Regions from separate parts of the Arachis hypogaea genome. Here region 1 is linked to region 2. The links are chromatin contacts, called in public Hi-C maps. All regions are on one chromosome and are shown on one strand. Each heading gives the region's core, a stretch centred on a gene start, on an enhancer-like site or on the middle of the called end of the contact. The rest is flanking DNA. Distances are from core to core; before and after follow the strand shown.

What was found. Hi-C and Micro-C count contacts between places; a contact is called where the count stands out from the background.
Region 1: a Hi-C map of leaf shows a contact between it and region 2, with 2.8 times the contacts expected there. The contact joins the promoter of LOC112721333 here to the promoter of LOC112721331 in region 2. A contact is called at or near these places in 4 of 8 Hi-C or Micro-C datasets (all in leaf).

What each region holds. Positions count from the first base shown.
Region 1 is chr11:47,978,558-47,984,606 of arahy.Tifrunner.gnm2.J5K5, forward strand. It overlaps LOC112721333, which reads right to left and starts at 3,951. Exons shown (of 4, transcript XM_025772403.1): 1 at 3,520-3,951; 2 at 2,935-3,246; 3 at 2,513-2,787; 4 at 1,441-2,377. The coding sequence starts at 3,951. The coding sequence ends at 1,441.
Region 2 is chr11:47,750,646-47,756,992 of arahy.Tifrunner.gnm2.J5K5, forward strand. LOC112721331 reads right to left here and starts at 4,950. Exons shown (of 1, transcript XM_025772401.1): 1 at 3,850-4,950. The coding sequence starts at 4,950. The coding sequence ends at 3,850.

The DNA of each region.
Region 1 (6,049 bases), core at 2,701-5,200, 230 kb after region 2:
TCCCAGACAACCGTTGGGTTGCGCAGAGGCAGCGTGTAGGGACACGATCAAGCCAGCGTGAGTAGATTTGATTGGAGGAGGCCATCGATGTGATGGAGGGGAGGGGTCATGGGTGGCGTGGTGGGAGGGGCATGGCTTGCGAGGAGCTGTAGGTTGTGGTCGAGGTCGAGCCCGACGGGGAGTTAGAGGCGGGTAAGAAGACAGTAGTGGTGAGGACGACGGTGGTGGTGACGGGGATGACAGAGATGACGACAATCATCAAGGAGGTGGAGGAGGTGGTGACGGTAATGGAGGGTACGATGGTGGGAGCGGATGTGGTGGAGGTTTAGGGTGTTCAAAGGGACACCACAGTGGAGGTGGCGGTAGTGGTGGGTTTAACGGCGGTAGTGGTCGTAGTCAACCTAGAGGAGGTGAGGGCCAGCCGGCTGGATGTGATGCAGGGGAGGGGAGCCATGTATATGGTTGCGGTGGAGTGGGTGGGAGACCTGAGGCAGGCAGCGGTGCTCCTGGTCACGGATTTGAAGACTATTTTGTCCGGGTTTCTACGTGTGATGATAGTCTGGCTAAGCATCAGACGTACATTTGCCCAGGTTAGATGCTGTCGGAGTTGATGTGCAGTGAGGGCCTTGACGCGGAGTTTGGTAGGTCACACTTCCTTGATGAGATCAGCATGATCATGCAGAAGGATGAGTTGGCTAGACATAGGTCTCCGGTAGTTGGATCCTAGACTCAGGTTGATGTGGACCTAAATGAGCCTCCTTTCAGACCTGTGGTCGACACATTTGCATTGGGTGGGACACCCCCTCTACATTTGCAGCACCTAGTACATCACAGCTCAGTCTATCCACAACACAGGTTGGCACACCGGAGGAGGTGCCCCAGGCCGGAGACGGTGACGGGACGGTGATGGTGAGGAGGACGAGGTCCCTCTAGCGCAGAGAGTCCGGCGGGTCAGGTGTCCTCGACGCTGCTTCACCGGATAGAATTTACTCTGAGCTTTGAACAGTGACAATTTAGCATCATGTTGTGTGTTTGATTTTTATTTATGGAGTCCAATGAGATGTACATACTTGGTTGTGTAATCCGTGGTTTATGTATTCCATGTTTTATGTATTCCATGTTGTGTATTTTAGTTTTAGTTATGTATTCCGAGTAGTTATGTATTTCAGTTTTAGTTATGTATGCCAAGTAGTTATGTATTTCAGTTTGTTGTTCTTTACTTGATGTTCTTTACTTCACATTATACAATATTTCTTTAGTAAAATACGAGTCCATATACGGTGAAACAAAATGCTCAAATAAACCAAAATTAACATAAATCATCCATCGTAAAATAACATTAACATTGTGAAAACACAACACACACGACAATAACGATAAAATAAACCATACAACAGTGACTAAAGATGAACTGAAAGACAACATGGTACAATAAATGCCCTAAACCCTACACACATTACTGGCAGATGCAGAACTGATGGTCACTCCTCTCTGGGGACACCTCCTACGTGTGTGGCCGGGATGTCTGCAAAGCTTACATCTCTTGGCCCTGTTTGGGTCAGCCTCATCCATGGTAGTCCGGATCTTGGTGGTCCTGGGGCGCCCCTCAGACGCATGTCTCTTGGCCGGATTAGGTATGACGGTTGGACCATCATACGGTGGCCAAAACCCCTCCGGAATTGGAGGTGTGAATACCATGCGATAAACATCAAACACGGAGCTAAGGCGATATACCTCGTGGACATAGGTGGACCAGGTCAGGCGTGCATATGCACAACAAGCTAAGGCATGACGACATGGATAATGAAGTGCCTGGAAATAGTCGCAATCACATGTCTGGTCGGTGAGGGATACTCTGTATGTGCCTAGTGAAAAACTCCCTGTCGGAGTGGTCTCAGCCACAGTAAACTCTGAGTTGTCCCTGTCGTACACAGTCATGGTGAAACACCATGAGGTCTTCAGATTTGCCTTGATCTCCTTAATCAAATGCTGACTAAACTGCTGTTCGGTTCCTAACTGTGCCTTGGCCTCTCTTCTTTTCTGAACGAATAGCTCGGCCAATCTCCCATAAGTGGCCTTCACCAACGCACAGATTGGAAGGTTCCTCACACCCTTTAGTATCGAGTTCACACACTCAGATATATTCGTAGTCATGTGCCCGAATCTCCGACCTTCGTCCCAATGATGAGTCCAATGTGCATAGTCAATTCGATTAGCCCAGTCGCACATAGTAAGATCTTTGGCATGGAGAATGTCAAACCAGTAGTGAAACTCGGCCTCAGTCTTGGCATAAGCAGCATTTATTAATAACCTCTGTGCATCCTTGCCCTTGAAATTCAGCGTGAAATTTGCCACCACGTGACGGATGGAAAAAGCCCTATATATAGTAGGTGGAAGCTAGCCACCATCAGGAGCTTCCAATGCAGCCTTTATCCCGTTGTGCCTATCTGATATGATGAGTATACCCGGCTAAGGTGTCACATGTTGCCGCATGTGAGATAGAAAGAATGACCACAACTCTGCATTCTCACCCTCCACAAGTGCAAATGCAATAGGAATGATGTTGGAGTTGCCGTGCTGCGCAATCGCGACCAACAATGTACCACCGTATTTGCCATATAGATGAGTACCGTCCACACTGACCAACGGCTTGCAATGATAAAATGCCTCAATACACAGTGGGAATGTCCAAAAAAGCCGATGAAAATAACCTGCAGAGTCATCCACCTGCCCACCAACCCGCATAGGACTCGTCTTCAATACCGCTATAGTACCTGGCATCGTGATCTGCACACCCAATACCCATCGTGGTAAGTCATTGTATGAATCTTCTCAATCTCTGTAAATCTGAGCCACAGATCTCTGTTTAGCCATCCAAACCCTCCTGTAAGTCGGTCTAAAACCGAAGTGTGCCTTCGTGGCATTCTACAGTACCTTGATCGAGACGGTAGCATCAGCTCTAATCATGGGCAGTATGAAGGCCGATATGACATGATAATTGAGCTTCCTGTGATCACTAGATATCGATGTGGCTAGACAAGTGTGAGGACCATTGTATCGTTTTACCTCCCAAATACCTCTGCGCTGGCGGAGGCTAACCCGAATGAGCCATGGGCACCCGCTGTCGAACTCCTTGCACTTACCATAGTACTTGCGATGATCGGATTCCAATACCTTGTACTCAACCCCACAACGAATGCTATAAGTCTTCATGCTTAACGCGACTTCTTCTTTATCCTGAAACTGCTGACCAACTTGAAATTCAGATACAACTCATGTATTCTGTGTCTTTCTAACCCTGAAGCCAACAGGTACTCCCGGATCTCCCTGAGGTGCCATGCCATCCAAGTCTAGAGCTGAGAAGTGGGGGGGATACTGATTAGTACCTGAAATAGATGCTCCCCCACCCACAACTGGAGTCGTCCGTGGTGTGTCATCAGTTATCGTGGCGGGCTCCACATCATCATCATCATCATCATCATCATCATTATCATCATCATCATGCAGTGTATCCTCTACCCCATCCTGTACTCCAACCTCACCAAAGACCGGGACCTTTGCAGGAGAATCAGGCGTCGCAATTGCAACCTTCCCCAACGGTCTAGTCTCACCAACCCCTGGATTACCACTGCAGTTCAAATTAAATGCAAAGGAAGGAGAAGCAGCTAAAACAGCCTCAGGTGCAATCTCTGGCACAACTGACGAGGCACCAACAGGCATGGAACTAGAGCAGGCTGCATGTCCTGTGGATTGTGGATTCCGATTTGAGCCTCCAGAACTAGATACCACATCCACAAGCTTTGCCAACACCTCTGGAGTCCTCACCTCGGGAAACTGACGACGACAATGGAACAGAACCCCCAAATCTTCATCACTGCTAATAACGAATGAATCATACTTCACATCATTGCGTAAGACGGAAATCGGGATTCTATAGAATAACTTTGCCATGCGTTTCACGCCATGCAGACCTAGTTTCTAGAATATAATATTCTTAAACTCAGTAAAATTCGTGGAAGGTTTGAGAAAAACACTTAGGGGGTCCTTATCAATAAACTTAATTCTTGATTGCATTTTTTTTAATGGACCCTCTATAGTACACAAGAGTTACAAAACTCTCATCACTAGCCATTGTGAATCTCACTATGGTAAAAAATTCACGTTGAGCTCATATTTATAAACATGAGTACTCTATAAATCCAATTAAGTGTCTTCGATTTAATCATATGGTGCCATATATATTAAATCAACCCTAATGACTTCGTTTTACCTAAAAGGCTACGTATCATCATAAATCGAATTGAGTGGATTTGATTTACCTAGCAATTGAAAATTGAATCTCTTTACTTCGATTTAGTAGGGTAATCTAATTCGAAACTATTAGCTTCGATTTACACGTGAATTCAATTTGCATGTAAATTGAATCCTCTAGATTCGATTTTGTACGTGTTTGCTTAAATCAAATTTAATCAATTCGATTTACATAGAAATGTAATTTGGGACTTTGACGTAGCCTTTTTTAGATTGAAAAATCTGAATAATTTTGGAGGAGAGTTGGTTTATTAAAGTAAATTGTCCAATTTAATTTGATATTTCTTTTGCTATGGAAAAAAAATTCATGCTAGTGACTTTTGATTGTGATGGTAATGTTCGCGCAGTATTCTTGTGAGTGAAAAAGATAAGGCCGAAAATTCCTGAAAAAAGAATAAAAAGAAAAAAGACTTAGGAGAGGGGTGTTTATATTCTTGTGAGTGAAACCGTTGCAGCATCTCTGGAATGAAACAAAACAAGAAGACAAGAACCTTAACTAGGAGAATTCTTCAATGGACCATGTTGAATGTGTTAGAAAGGGAAGAGGGAGTAATAGGAAAAAAGTTTGTGAGTATTTAAGTTGTGTTGAATGATACAACATAGAATGGTATTTATAAGTGCTAAGAGACTCGTAATAATAAAGACGGAATATTCTATAATAAATATTCAGATATATTAAATAATTCTAATTGATTCTAATTATATTTTAACAGAATGAATGGTTGAGATTAAAATAACTTTATTATATTTTATAATTAATTATATTTATATTTTGAAAAATAATTACGCGTAAAATATCTTTCTTGTTCTCATAATTTGCTCGCTTTCCACTCTAACTTCTCTCTTTCATCTTCTCTTTTGCATCTCTCCCAATATGGTAAAACACCAAAAGTCCAAAACCGTAGCTTCATTGACCAATATCTTAAATTATTAGACATGTATTGACGCCAGAATGAAGAACAATGAATTTACGGGTTTTGTAGGACAGTGATAACAGAAATAATTTAGTGTTATATGTACGAACTACTATTCCTTTACTCTCAAAGTTGGCTAAAGAGTAATAAATTTAGGGAAGTTGCTTATCATTGTTAATTGGAGAATGAAACAAGAAGAACAACCACACACTCAAAGCATAAGCCTATTTAGGCAGGGGAGTTGCTTATCATTGTTAATTGTAAATTTTTTTCTATAAAATAATATATAGTAATTGAAAAATGATAAAGTAGAAAATTTAAACAGCAGCATAATGAGTTGAAGGTTGTGTTTAACACACAAAGAGCAGAACATCTTATGCCATGAAAATGGTGATTTTCAATGAAGAGAAAAAGATATTCTAAAAAAATTAAAATAAGAATACAAGTGTAATTCTATTATTTTGTAAGTTATACTTTTCATCAATGATCATCAAAATCCGAAATTCTCCTTGTCCATAGAAGACAAAGACTGCCTTATTTTTAATATATATATATATATATATATATATATATATATATTCAAACATATATTTTATATAAATTATTAATTTAGTAGTTAATTTTTTACGTACAAAAGTAAAAATTGTAAATCATATTAAGCTTGTGATTTGTGATGTCCACTCCAGAGTCTGTTGGGATAAAAGCGTATCTTTTTTTATCTTTCTTCTTTCCCCACATTTTATAATAAAAAAAAAATTGTAATGATAGTATGATACAATAAAATAAGCGCCAGTAATTTTAAGGCTTCGTTTGTTTTCTAAAAT
Region 2 (6,347 bases), core at 3,700-6,199:
AGTAAATCGAACGAGCCCAATTTGATTTACCATCTTCGTAATGTCCATGAATAAATCGACACAAGGCAAGTCGATTTAGTATGTATTCAGCAAGATATATAAATGGATGTAACTTAATTTACCAGGCCACAAATGTATATAAATAGCCATTGAATGTGAGTTTCTCATCATAGTGATTTGCAATGGCTAGTGATGAGAGATTTTATTTTTGGTATAGAAGATCGATTAAGAAAAAAATACGCTCCGGAATTAAGTTTACTGATAAGAATCCGTTTAATGTTTTCCTCAAACCTTCAATGAGTCTCACCAAGTTTCAAAATACTATAATCCGAAAACTGGGGCAACAAGGCGTGAAACGGGTGGAAAAGTTATTCACTTATACTACAGAATTTTGATTTCCATTTTGCGGGATGATGTGAAGTACGATTCGTTCGTCATAGGCAGCGACGGAGATTTTCAAGTTCTGTTCCATTATCATCAGCAATTTTTGGAGGTGAGGACCCATGAGCTGTTGGCCAAGCTTGTGGATGTAGTCTCTAGTTCAGGAGGTTCTAACCGGAATCCTCAGCCTTCAGCCATGGCAGCTTGCTCTAGTTCGAGGCTTGTTGGTGCCTCTTCATCTCTGCCTGTGATTCAGCCCGAGGCAGCTTTGGTTGCCTCCCCATCCTTCGCTGCTGATCTAAACCACACTCGTGACGGAGAGATGGGGGCAATGGCCGGAATCCCGACAGGGTGGAGCTCCGAATGGTGTGAAATATGTATTTCAAGATGAGGATGATGATGATGTGGAGCCCACCACGATTGCCGATGATAGCAATGATGAGCTAGAGAGGAGTACTCCAGCTGGGAGTGATGGAGCGGCTAGTTCAGGAACTCCACAGTACCCCCCATACTTTTCAACTTTGGACTTGGATGCCATGAGACAATAGGGGGTACTTGGCATGCCTGTCGGATTTGGGACCAGAGACACACAGGATACATGAGGACTAGCTGAGTTTCAAGTTGTTCAGCAATTTCAGGATAAAAAAGAGGTCGTGCTGAGCGTGAAGACTTATAGCATCTGACGTGGGGTTGAATATAAAGTGTTGGAATCTGTTTATCACAAGTACCATGGAAAGTGTAAGGAATTCAGCAACGGGTGCACGTGGTTGATTCGTATTAGTCTCCGCCAACGCAGAGGTATTTAGGAGGTAAAACGATACAATGGACCACATACTTGTCTGGCTACTTCGATATCCAGTGATCACAAGAAGCTTGATTACCATGTGATCTCGGCCTTTATACTGTCTATGATTAGAGCTGATGTTGTCGTGTCGATCATGGTACTGTAGAATACGATAGGGATTCATTTTGGTTTTAGACCGACTTACAAGAGGGTTTGGATGGCTAAGTAGAAGGTCGTGGCTCAGATTTACGAAGACTGGAAAAAGTCATATAATGAGTTGGCACGATGGATGCTAGGTGTGCAGATGACAATGCCGGGTAGTGTTGCAGTGTTAAGGACAAGTCCTGTGCGACTGGGTGGCCAAGTCGATGAGTCACATGCTTATTTTCACCGTCTTTTTTGGACATTCCCACCGTGTATCGAGGCCTTCCAACATTGCAAGCCTCTAGTTAGTGTCAACGGGACCCACTTATACAACAAATATGGTGGTACACTACTGGTTGTGATTGCTCAGGACAGTAATTCCAATATCATCCATGTCGCATTCGCCATTTTGGAGGGTGAAAATACAGAGTTGTGGTCATTGATGCATGAAAATTTTATGTATTTTTCTTGGGTGTTTCTTAGGTGAAATTGATAGTTTTTGCTTGATAATTATGTGCTTTATTATGATATTCTATTAATACTTTGAATGCTTTGATCTTTTGATAATTGTAGAAAAATAATAGAAAAAGAAGCAAAAAGTACAAACAAACTCAAAAAACTCAAGGAGGAGTTTTTGACACACTTTGAAACTTCGGACATGCTTTAAACCTTAGGCCACGCTTTTGGAAGCACGACCCCTAAAGCAAGCGTGGCCCATGAAGCATACACACAAAAGGAAGGCATGCGTTAAGTAATGAAGCATGCACACTAATTAATGAAGCCATTTAATGATGCATGAATCAAAGAAATGCATAATGCATTAGCGTGAATCAAAGGAAGATATGGCATAAGCCAATGAAGAATGAAGCATGCATGTAGCGTTATGCATGTGGCGTTATTATTTGATTTATGAAGCAAAGCAAGGCGTTTAACACCAAGCAAGCATGAATGAACGCCAATGAATAAAGGGTGGCATTTAACGCCACAAGGAATATGGGTGTGTGGAAACTACACGCCTTCGAGGCTTTCATTTGAACAATTTGTATGGGCATGTAACGCTTCTTATTGGCTTGTCACACGCCAAGACCTCACTCCCAGGACCTTGTATGATTCAGTGGCGTTCCACACGCCGCAGCCCGGTATTACACGTTGGGCCAAATTTTCAGAAGTCTACTTCAAAGACCCATTTGGACGTGTCACACGCCGCAACAAGGCTGTCACACGCCAAGCAGAGAGAGCTCTAGAGACCACAAAGGAGTGGCATTCCATATGCCACACATTGGCGTTTCACACACCAAAGGAAGGCTGCTCCCAGGGGAAGAAAAGCATGGCGTTTTGTATGCCAAAGCTTGGTGTTTCACTTGCTTTTTGGCCTAACTTTTATAAGCCACTTTGGCCACTCTCCATGCCCATTCAGAATGCCAAATTTGAGACCACCAAAGCCTTGAAGAAAAGATACAAAGCGAAAGATTTAATGTGAAAGATTAGATTTAATTTTATTTTATTTTGAATTAGTTTGAATTTAATGATTAGGTTTTGTTTTAAAGTTTAGTATATAAGGTTCATAAAGGACCCTGGGGAAACCACCCTTCAACAATCCAAGGATCCACCTTCAGACCGTTGGCCGTTTTTGATACCTTATTTTTTATTTTGAAGCGTGAGCCACTAATCTCCTTGATTAAGGTTAGAAGCTCTGTTCATCTTTTTATAGATTATTAATCTAAGTGTTCTATTTTATATGAGGTTTATCCTTTGATTTATTTCATGATTGAATTTTGGTTTTTCATCTCTAAAGATTTAGAATTGTTGAAAAACATTTTAATTCTGTCTTGGATTCTAAATATTGTTTTGGAAAAAATTAATATTTGAATTAGATTAAAAACTCTTTCACACTACTTTTTTATTACACTAGGAATAGGTTTAAAGAGTGTGCGACACTTTGTGAGTTTCAATTGTTAGGACTAGTTTGAATACGTGACATATAAATCAAACTTAGGAATATTTTTGAATCTTACTTATTGAATCAAAATTGGGCTTCACCTCTTTTTCTTAAGTAATTGACTAAGGAATTAGCTATTAATTAAGTTAAAGAGAAATTAAATTACCAAGAAATTGGAATTTGATTATTTATTATTCGCCGTGATTAATCTTTGCATACCTCATCTAAATAAACACAAGGATTGTTTTCCTAAGAAGTGAACATATTTGACACCTTAACTATCTTTATTATCTTATCTGCTTAACTAATTTTAGTTTGCTCTTGTTTAATTTTCTATTTTCATGCTATTTACTAGTGAAACACTTATTTTTAATTGTTTGACTAGAATGATCAATTGACCATTGTTTGCTTAATCCGTTAATTCTAGTGGAATCGACACTCATTCACCGGAGTTATTACTTGGTACGACCCGGTGCATTTGCCAGTAGTTCTACAAATATTGGAGGGGTGAACCCCAACCAATAAGTATCGAATACCAAGCTGAGGCGATACATCTCATGGACATAAACTGACCAATCCAAATGTGAGTATGCACAGCACACTAAGGCATAGCGACATGGATAATGAAGAGCCTGGAAATATCCGCAATCACAGGTGTGGTCCTTGAGGGACACTTTGTAAGATCCAAGTGAAAAGCTGTCAGTCGGTGTTGTCTCAACCATGGTGAACTCAGAATTATCCCTGTGACCCTGTCGTACAAAGTCATCGTGAAACACCTTGAGGCCTTCAGATTAGCCTTAATTGCCTTCATCAAATGCTGACTAAACCGCTTCTCGATTCCTAATTGTGCCTCTACTTCTCTTCCTTTATGAACAAAAAGCTCTGCTAATCTCCCAAAGGTGGACTTCACCAATGAACAAACCGGAAGGTTCCTTACACCCTTCAAAATCGAGTTTACACACTCGGATATGTTCGTAGTCATATACCCGAACCTCCTACCTTCATCGCGATGCTGAGTCCACCGTGCATAGTCAATCCAATTAGGCCAGTCACACATGGCCAAGTCTTCAGAGCGGAAGATGTCAAACCAATAGTCAAACTCGACCTCGGTCTTTGCATAAGCAACATTGACTAGAAATCTCCTAGCATCCTTGCCCTTAAAACTAAGGGCAAAGTTTGCCACCACGTATCGGATAAAAAATGCCATGTATGCATTAGGTGGAAGCCAACCCCCATAAGGAGCCTCCAGTGCAGTCTTGATCCCGTTATGCCTATCCGATATGACCAAGATACCTGGTTGAGGCATTACATGTTGTCGAAGGTGGGATAAGAAAAATAATTGCGACTCTGCATTTTCACCCACCACAAGGGCGAATGTGACAGGGATGATATTGGAATTGCTGTCCTGAGCAATCGCAACCAGCAGTGTACCACCATATTTGCTGTACAAGTGGGTCCCGTCAACACTAACCAGAGGCTTACAATGTTGGAAGGCCTCGATACATGGTGGGAATGTCCAAAAAAGACGGTGGAAATAAGCATGCGACTCATCGACTTGGCCACCCAGTCGCACAGGACTCGTCCTCAACACTGCAACACTACCTGGCATCGTCATCTGCACACCTAGCAGCCATTGCAGTAACTCATTATATGGCTCTTCCCAGTCTCCGTCAATCTGAGCCACGGCCTTCTGCTTAGCCATCCAAACACTCTAGTAAGTCGGTCTAAAACCAAAATGGGTCTCTATCGCATTTTTCAGTACCTTGATCGACACGGCAACATCGACTCTAATCATAGGCAATATGAAGGCCGAGATCACATGGTAATCAAGCCTCTTATGATCACTGGATATCGAAGTAGCCAGACAAGTATGTGGTCCATTGTATCGTTTTACCTCCCAAATACCTCTACGCTGGCAGAGACTAATACGAATCAACCACGTCCCCCCGTTGCTGAATTCCTTACACTTTCCATGGTACTTGTGATAAACAGATTCCAACACTTTAATTCAACCCCACGTCGGATGCTATAAGTCTTCACGCTCAGCATGGCCTCCTCTTTATCCTGAAACTACTGAACAACTTGGAACTCAGCCAGTCCTCCTGTATCCTGTGTGTCTCTGGTCCCAAATCCGACAGGCATGCCAAGTACCCCCTGCTGTCTCATGGCATCCAAGTCCAAAGTTGAAAAGTACAGGGGGTACTGCGGAGTTCCTGAACTAGCCGCTCCATCACTCCGAGCTGGAGTACTCCTCACTAGCTCATCATTTCTATCATCGGCAATCGTAGTGGGCTCCACATCATCATCATCCTCATCCTGAAATGCATCTTCCACACCATCCGGTGCTCCACCCTGTCAGGATTTCGTTACCACGTCAGGAATGTCGTCCATCGCAATCGCAACATCACCAAAGGGACTAGTGTCACCCACTTCTCCGTCATGAGTGCGATTTAGGTCACCCGTGCCAACCAAAGCTGCCTCAGGCTGAATCACGGGCAGAGATGAAGAGGTACTAATAGGCCTCGAACTAGAGTAGGCTACCATGGCTGAAGGCTGAGGATTCCGGTTAGAACCTCTTGAATTGGAGACTACATCCACAAACTTGGCCAACAGCTTAGGGTCCTAACCTATGAGAATTGCCGACGACAATGGAACAGAACTTGCAAATCTTTGTCGCTGCCTTTGACGAACGAATCGTACTTCACGTTATCCCACAAAACAGAAATCAAAATTCTGTAGACTAACTTCTCCACCCGTTTCATGCCTTACAGCCCCAGTTTTCGGATTATAGTATTTTGAAACTTGGTGAAACTTGTTGAAAGTTTGAGAAAAACACAAATCAGATCATTATTAGTAAACTTAATTCCGGAACGCATTTTTTCTTAATCGATCCTCTATAGTGCACCAAAACTAACTCTCATCACTAGCCATTGCAAAGCACTATGATGAGAAATTCACATTCAACAGTTATTTATATAAATTTGTGGCCTAGTAAATCAAATTAAGTTACATCCATTTATATATCTTGTTGAATACATACTAAATCAACTTGCCTTGTGCCGATTTATTCATGGACATTTCGAGGATGGTAAATCGAAT